2 separate regions of the Zea mays genome follow, and region 2 is linked to region 1. A link is a contact called in public Hi-C data. All regions are on one chromosome and are shown on one strand. Each heading gives the region's core, a stretch centred on a gene start, on an enhancer-like site or on the middle of the called end of the contact. The rest is flanking DNA. Distances are from core to core; before and after follow the strand shown.

What was found. Hi-C and Micro-C count contacts between places; a contact is called where the count stands out from the background.
Region 2: a contact with region 1 is called in a Hi-C map of ear, with 4 times the contacts expected there. The contact joins the enhancer-like site here to the promoter of LOC100274476 in region 1. A contact is called at or near these places in 4 of 25 Hi-C or Micro-C datasets (ear, endosperm, leaf and 1 more).

Annotation. Positions count from the first base shown.
Region 1 is chr5:44,363,677-44,366,872 of Zm-B73-REFERENCE-NAM-5.0, reverse strand. LOC100274476 (Patatin-like protein 6) reads right to left here and starts at 1,428. Exons shown (of 2, transcript NM_001148835.1): 1 at 451-1,428; 2 at 1-314. The coding sequence starts at 1,341.
Region 2 is chr5:44,511,211-44,514,406 of Zm-B73-REFERENCE-NAM-5.0, reverse strand. No RefSeq gene overlaps it. Among protein-coding and RNA genes, the nearest start is that of MIR160b, 8.0 kb to the left of the region's middle. Within about 2 kb of position 1,571, at least 12 of the 20 cell types and tissues checked have an H3K27ac peak or open chromatin away from gene starts, as enhancers often do. A contact at or near this core is called in ear and tassel, where this site is marked.

The sequences.
Region 1 (3,196 bases), core at 179-2,678:
TTGGTGGACACGGTGATGAGCGTGGACGCCGACGACGAAGACGTCCGCGGCGTGGCGGAGGGCTTCACCAGCACCACGGGGGTCTTGCTCTCCAGTCGGCGGTGGTGCTCCCGGACCAGCTGCTCCGCCACGCCGTCCAGCCGCTCGCCGTTGGTCTGCGCCATCAGCTTCTTTCCCCTGAACAGCACCGACTCCACGCCCCGCTCCGCCAGCGCCGCCTCCGCCGTCTCGCCGGGCGCAATGCCGTTGCCCTGGATGCGGACGTAGTTGGTCGCTCTGCTCTCCCCGAACACCATCGACACGGCCTGGTCAACCTGCAAAACAAAACAATCCGCGCGCACTGTCAGTGTCAGTGTCAGTCTTGTCCATTCCATTTCGTTCCAGCTGCTGCGGCGGCGGCGGCCGCCGCCGCCCTTTTCGAGATAGAAACGGTCATCTAGGCAGGCTCACCATGTCGGCCTGGCAGGCTCCGGCGATGCGCAGGAGGCTGGAGGACGAGAGCCGGCCCAGCGAGGCTGCGGCGCGCCCGCCGAGGGACAGCACCACGAGATCTCCCGCGCCGGCGGCGAAGGGGAACTCGCGCTTGTTGTGCAGCACGTGCGTCAGCGCCACGGCGGTCGGGTTGGCCACGGCGGCCGACGCGCCGCCCCCGCCTGCCCCCGCCCCCGACGCGGCGCGCAGCCTGGTGCGCCCGTCCAGGGACGCCACCTCCGCGGGGCCCACGCCGCAAGCCGCCGCGCACACCTGCCACAGCGGGAAGTCGAACGCGTCGGCCTCCACGGCATCGGCGCGGGAGAACACGAACGGCGCCGCGGTGGCCATGTCGTAGCACGGGATCAGCAGCGGCTTGGCGGCGTCGCGCACCGTCAGGTCACCGAACACCTTCCGGAACGCGGCCTCGGGGCGCCGGAACGACATCAGGCCCCCGCCACGCCCGGACAGGACCTTCCGGTTCTTGGCCACGACGTCGCGCGCCGCCTCGGCGGGCATCCGGCACGCGAACAACGCCGCCGCGAGGAACCCGCCCGCGCCGGAGCCGGCCGCCAGGTCGAAGAAGTCCGCGACGCGCGCGGCGGGGTTGCCGGAGAGCTCCTGCAGGCGGCGCTCGAGCCGTACCAGCGCTGCGGCGGCCAGCGCGCCGCCGTCGGCACCCCCGTCGATGGACAGCACGCGGACGCGGCCCGCGGAGCACGCGCCGCCCTCCAGCGGCGACGCGCCGAATAGGAAGTTGGACTCGAGGATGGAGAAGATCTCCTGGCTGAGGCGGTCGGAGCCGCCGTTGTACGCCAGAGGGGACGGCAGCAGCGTCTGATCGAGCAGTGCGAGCGAGGCGGTGGCCATTTCCCTTGCGACGTGGAGTGAGACGGCTTCTTGTTTGCTCTGGTATCTGGTCTGTCGGCACCTGGATTGGGTCGCGGACGGAGAATGCGATTGATTGGGAAGGCAGGTGAGGCTGAGGTGAGTGTGCGGCACCGTCTTCCCGGCAGAATTTATACTGGAGCCGCGCACTCTAGCTTCCCGCCACGGCGCATGGTAGCACGCGCTCGTGCCCATTGACGCTGCTGAGCCGCGTGTCCTTTTCTGTCCTCGCTTCACCACTCAATGCTTCGGTTTTGTGGCGCGCTTGGTTTCTTTACGGACCTTTCCTCGCCTCTCCGGCTCTCCCCTTTTACCTCGCCCGGTCTTACCAGGGCGGCAGGTGGGCCATCTTGGTTCTCCTAAATTAGAGCTTAGTTACACGTACAAATAAATGAACATATGAAACATTATTTTGATGTTATATGGCACTGTAGATAAATATAGATTCTAAAATAAATGATGTTTTTCAACCATATTTTTTCTAAGGTCATCGGAAAAGCGAAAAAAGTGGAGGACAATAGTTTCCATCCAAGGGCTAGTTTGCAAATCTCTTTTTTTTTTCAAAGTATTTTCATTTTTCCAAAAAAACATGAACTAATTACATAAGTAACGGCGGGAAAGAAGAGAATTACAACACCAACATCAATAAAACAACATGGTTCAGCTACGATCCTCAGCCTAGTGCAAAGAACTAGGACAAGCACTACATTCCTAATAAACCAAGAACATAAAGGTTTGTTTAGTTAGAAGAGGGTTGAAGGGTGTTAACGGGGATTAAGGAGAAAATAGTTCATTTTCCCCAATCCCTTCTAACCTAATGGCTTGTTTGGTTGCATGTAGGTTAGAGGGGATCCAGTCGCAACATAATCCCTTTTTGAGCAAATGGTTATATTGCCCTAGATCCCCACTAATCTCCATGCAACAAAACAAGTCTTAAGGGGAATAAGCGTTTGGGTTTCCAGACTAAAGTTTAGTTCGTGCCACATTGAATGTTTGAATATCAATTACGTGTATTAAATATATGCTTAATTAGACTTAATAAATCATCTCGTTGGTTAGTCTTAATATATGTAATCATCTTTATAATTAGACTATACTCAGTACTCGTAATTGTCTTTTAAATATTCGATGTAACATGGACTAAATTTTAGTTTGGTAGAACCAAACACCCCTGCATCTAACAAGAAGATGAGTAAGTCAACATATTACTAGGAATACACAAAACAAGGTGGTGTGGTTTCTACGGTAAGCACACTCTAAAGAAAAATTAGGATTCTTCTATTGTAGCTAACTAGGACTAGAAACAATCATTTGTGGCTCTCTCCAACAATTTTCCCTACAGATCTCTCCAACTGTAATTTCTAATATATTTTACTACATCTCCTAAAAGATTCTCCTTCTACATATAGTTTGTATCCAACAATTCTCCTTATATAGCTACCATATACACTATAACTCAGTTAATTAACATGTATTTATCTTTTTTGAAAATTTAAAAATTCATACAACGTTTGTAGTACCATAATACATATTTTTATTATGGCATGGGGCCTAATTAGGGTTTAAAATGTGTTAATAATTAACATATAGAGGGATCATAATGCTCCCACTATATATACAAGAAGATTCATGTCTCTTTGTACATAGGGGGAGCTTTAGGGAGAGGTGTTGGAGACAAAATCCCCTAAACCTCCCCCTATGTTTGGTTGAGGGGGCTTTGGTGGAACTGTTGGAGTCGGTCTTACTAGGGCAACAGGCGAGCCACCTTGGTCCTCCTATATTAGGGCTGAGTTCACACATACACGTAAATGAACATACAAAACATTATTTTGATGTT
Region 2 (3,196 bases), core at 322-2,821, 150 kb before region 1:
ATTAACATATCAACAACAGGACAATGTTGAGATTGAAGATCAAGACCTTCAGTCTTTTGAATCAACACCGAAAACGTACTAAATTGAGACACATAAAATGACAACTTCCTCACTTCTCAACTTCATTATTTTTAACAATCTTTTTTTTTTGAATCGGGGCTAGACACAGGTCCTTAAAATTCAAACATGAAAAAAACGACTATGACAAGTGAAAATGTATGATCTAATCCATTCTACATTTTCATGTTATATAATCTATTCTAATTCCTTACTTCAACTAGTGCAAAATTTCGTTTAACTTTAAAGTAACCTATTTGTCATACACAGCAGAAAAGACATTCGACGTTCAAGGTTACGCCTTCGATACACGGCTACATGTATATAATTTATGCCTTATTTGGAAAACATTATCCTCATATCTTTTGTCTAGGCATCCTAGTATATGTGGACTCATGCTACCAAAAATGTACTGTTTGCAACTCGACCTATTTTGCAGCGACCATTGCTGGCAAAGCCATCTCCAAACGCCTACACATACGCAACACAATATCATTATCGCCAAACCCAACAACTGGAAATGGGCGTAATCATCAACTCACCCGTGATTCCTGCCATCTGTTCCTATAGAGATGCATATATATATGGCTGCCCCTGTCATAGACCACCCGAGAAGATCAAACCCTGATCTCAGCTATCATTCTTGCATGCAGGTGTGGCTACTGTTAAATAACACTTGAGGGAACAATCTGTGAGCGTTACGTTTCCGGACAACGCCAAGGACAAAGAACAGGGACCTTTTTTTATCTCTCTCTACATATTTATATAGAGATATACAATAATATAAAACGCACGTCAAGAACAAGAACTAGTCAAACATAAAAGTTGAGCATCGGTTGGACCAACGCGCATCATGCATGCACATATACATTCGTCTTTCTAGGCCACTGTACACACTGTATTGTTTGACACAAAGGATAAAGCGAGACTTGTGATTCGGAACAAGCCTATGACCCGTGCGCTAGCAGGCAGTCACTAGAATCATTGCATGCCTCGGTGCTATATTCCATCGGCTTTCATACGTAGGGGCAAAATAAGGCTGATAAATGCTATTTGTTTATTAAATAAAATAGATAGGTACCCTTTTAATTTTTTTTTAAAAAAAATGAATTCTCATTTTTTTTAAAACTTAAATATTTTTAAAGTTTGTTAAATATATAAAAAAACAATGAATTCTGCGGTTGAGCCCCAGGGCAGGGCAGGGCAAGGTCAGATCACACCCTGTCACTCATGCTGTCATGCGGCAGACAGCCACAGCTAGCACACCGGCCAGCTACCAGGCAATGCAATGCACGCATGTGGCCCCCGGCCCGCCCGGCCGCTGCGCTGTGACTGTGAGCGAGATGGACCGATCATGCCGGCACGCGAATCGTTCTTCCAAGAAGAAGGCATCTCCGGCTCCACGTACGGCGTGCAGGCCGGGCGGGCGCCGGGCATAGTGGCGGTGACGGCGAGTGCTGAGGCAGGCGAGGACACTGGCTGCCGCCCCGCGCGGCCCGTGGCTGTGGCCAACCCAGCCATGCAGCTCGCAGCGCCGGCCATGCATCATGATGCTACGTCCCTGCCTGGCCGATCCAAGGCCTGCGCCTGCGCGCGTGTCGGCCGCCGGCGAGACACCAGCAGCCGGCCCGCTGGCCTCTGTGCTGACCTAACTTCACTGCACCTCTTCGATTGATCCGGGCCTGCACGCTTGTGCCGTTGTGCGGGGGCGGGAGCAGGCCGGCCAGGCCAACTGAAACTCTGATCACAAGACACACAGAACCTCCGGCCACCGGGCAAAGTACACAACAGCACTGCAGAACTCAACGTGTTTAGGACGCTGTATGCCCCCCGTTGCGCATCAACAAGTTATTACAGGTAGAGCTGCTCCAGGATGCTGCGCATGACTGACTGCATCTGCAGTTTATATGTACAGATGCTGAAGGAAAAGTAAGAGAAGAGATTGTACAGATAATGACAGTTTGTTTAGAAGATACAGACATTGTTAGTAACGACTAAAACAAGGGTATTGTTTGGTTCACATATTTATATTTGCAACGTAATGGATATTTATATTAGTAACATAATGGGTAATTTTCTTCGATAAAAGATGTTTTTATAAAAACACCAAGTACATTACATCAAAAGGATACAAAACCTTGGTATACAATTCTGGCTTATGCAAAACGTATACAGCCAGATAAGAAGGAAAGGGAAAAAAATCCTAAACCCAAGTCAGGAACAATCAATCCAAAGTCTAGATTGCCACCCTGTTCGAACCAGAATTGAGCGGCGGACTGTCCGGCCCTGAGGCCGGACGGTCCGCGGTCCGGACGGTCCGCGCCTGTGGGCCGGACGGTCCGCGCGTGCGCAGAACAGATTAGGGTTCCGAGTTTTGTGCTACGGTTGTTAGCTATATTCGCGGGATTAGCTCGGAATCAGTTGTGTAAAGGGTCCAGCCCCCCTCCTCTATAAATAGAGAGGTCTACGGCCGATTTGTAATCATCAACAATCGAATCAATACAACTTCTATTTCGCATTTTATCCTAGGAGTAGTTCTAGTCTAGTTTAGGTTTAGCCTTCCAATCCCCAATTCTTCGTCTCTCTTCGACTCTACGTCGATTAGAGGAGTCTAGGTCGGCCGGCCCGAGCCTAGACACCACCTAGGATCTCTCCTCCCCGACGGGGTCCCTCCCAGGAGCGAGATCCAGGCGCCGTCGGCGGTCTTCCGCCGCCCCTGCGCACGCGCGGACCGTCCGGCCCTAGGGCGCGGACCGTCCGGCCGTCAGGCAGGGAACTCGGGCTCCTGCACCAGGTCGCGGACCGTCCGGCCCTGTGCCGCGGACCGTCCGCGCCTGACCAGAAAGCACCACCGCCTCGCACCAGGCCGCGGACCGTCCGGCCCCCGCGCGCGGACCGTCCGCCCCTGTGCAGAGAGCACCACCGCTGGTTCTCTTGAGTAATTGGCGCCTCCAAAAAGGTGTCAACATACTTTTTGGCGACTCCGCTGGGGAAAACATATCTAAGCTTATCAAATCGGCCCTCAATGACCGGTTCAAGGGATAGCTCTGATATTTCTCCAAGCAACATCATAGAGCCGACTTGGGAAACCTTGCCGGCTGACGAGCAGCTCCAGTTTGAGGAGCACAAGGAGCGGATG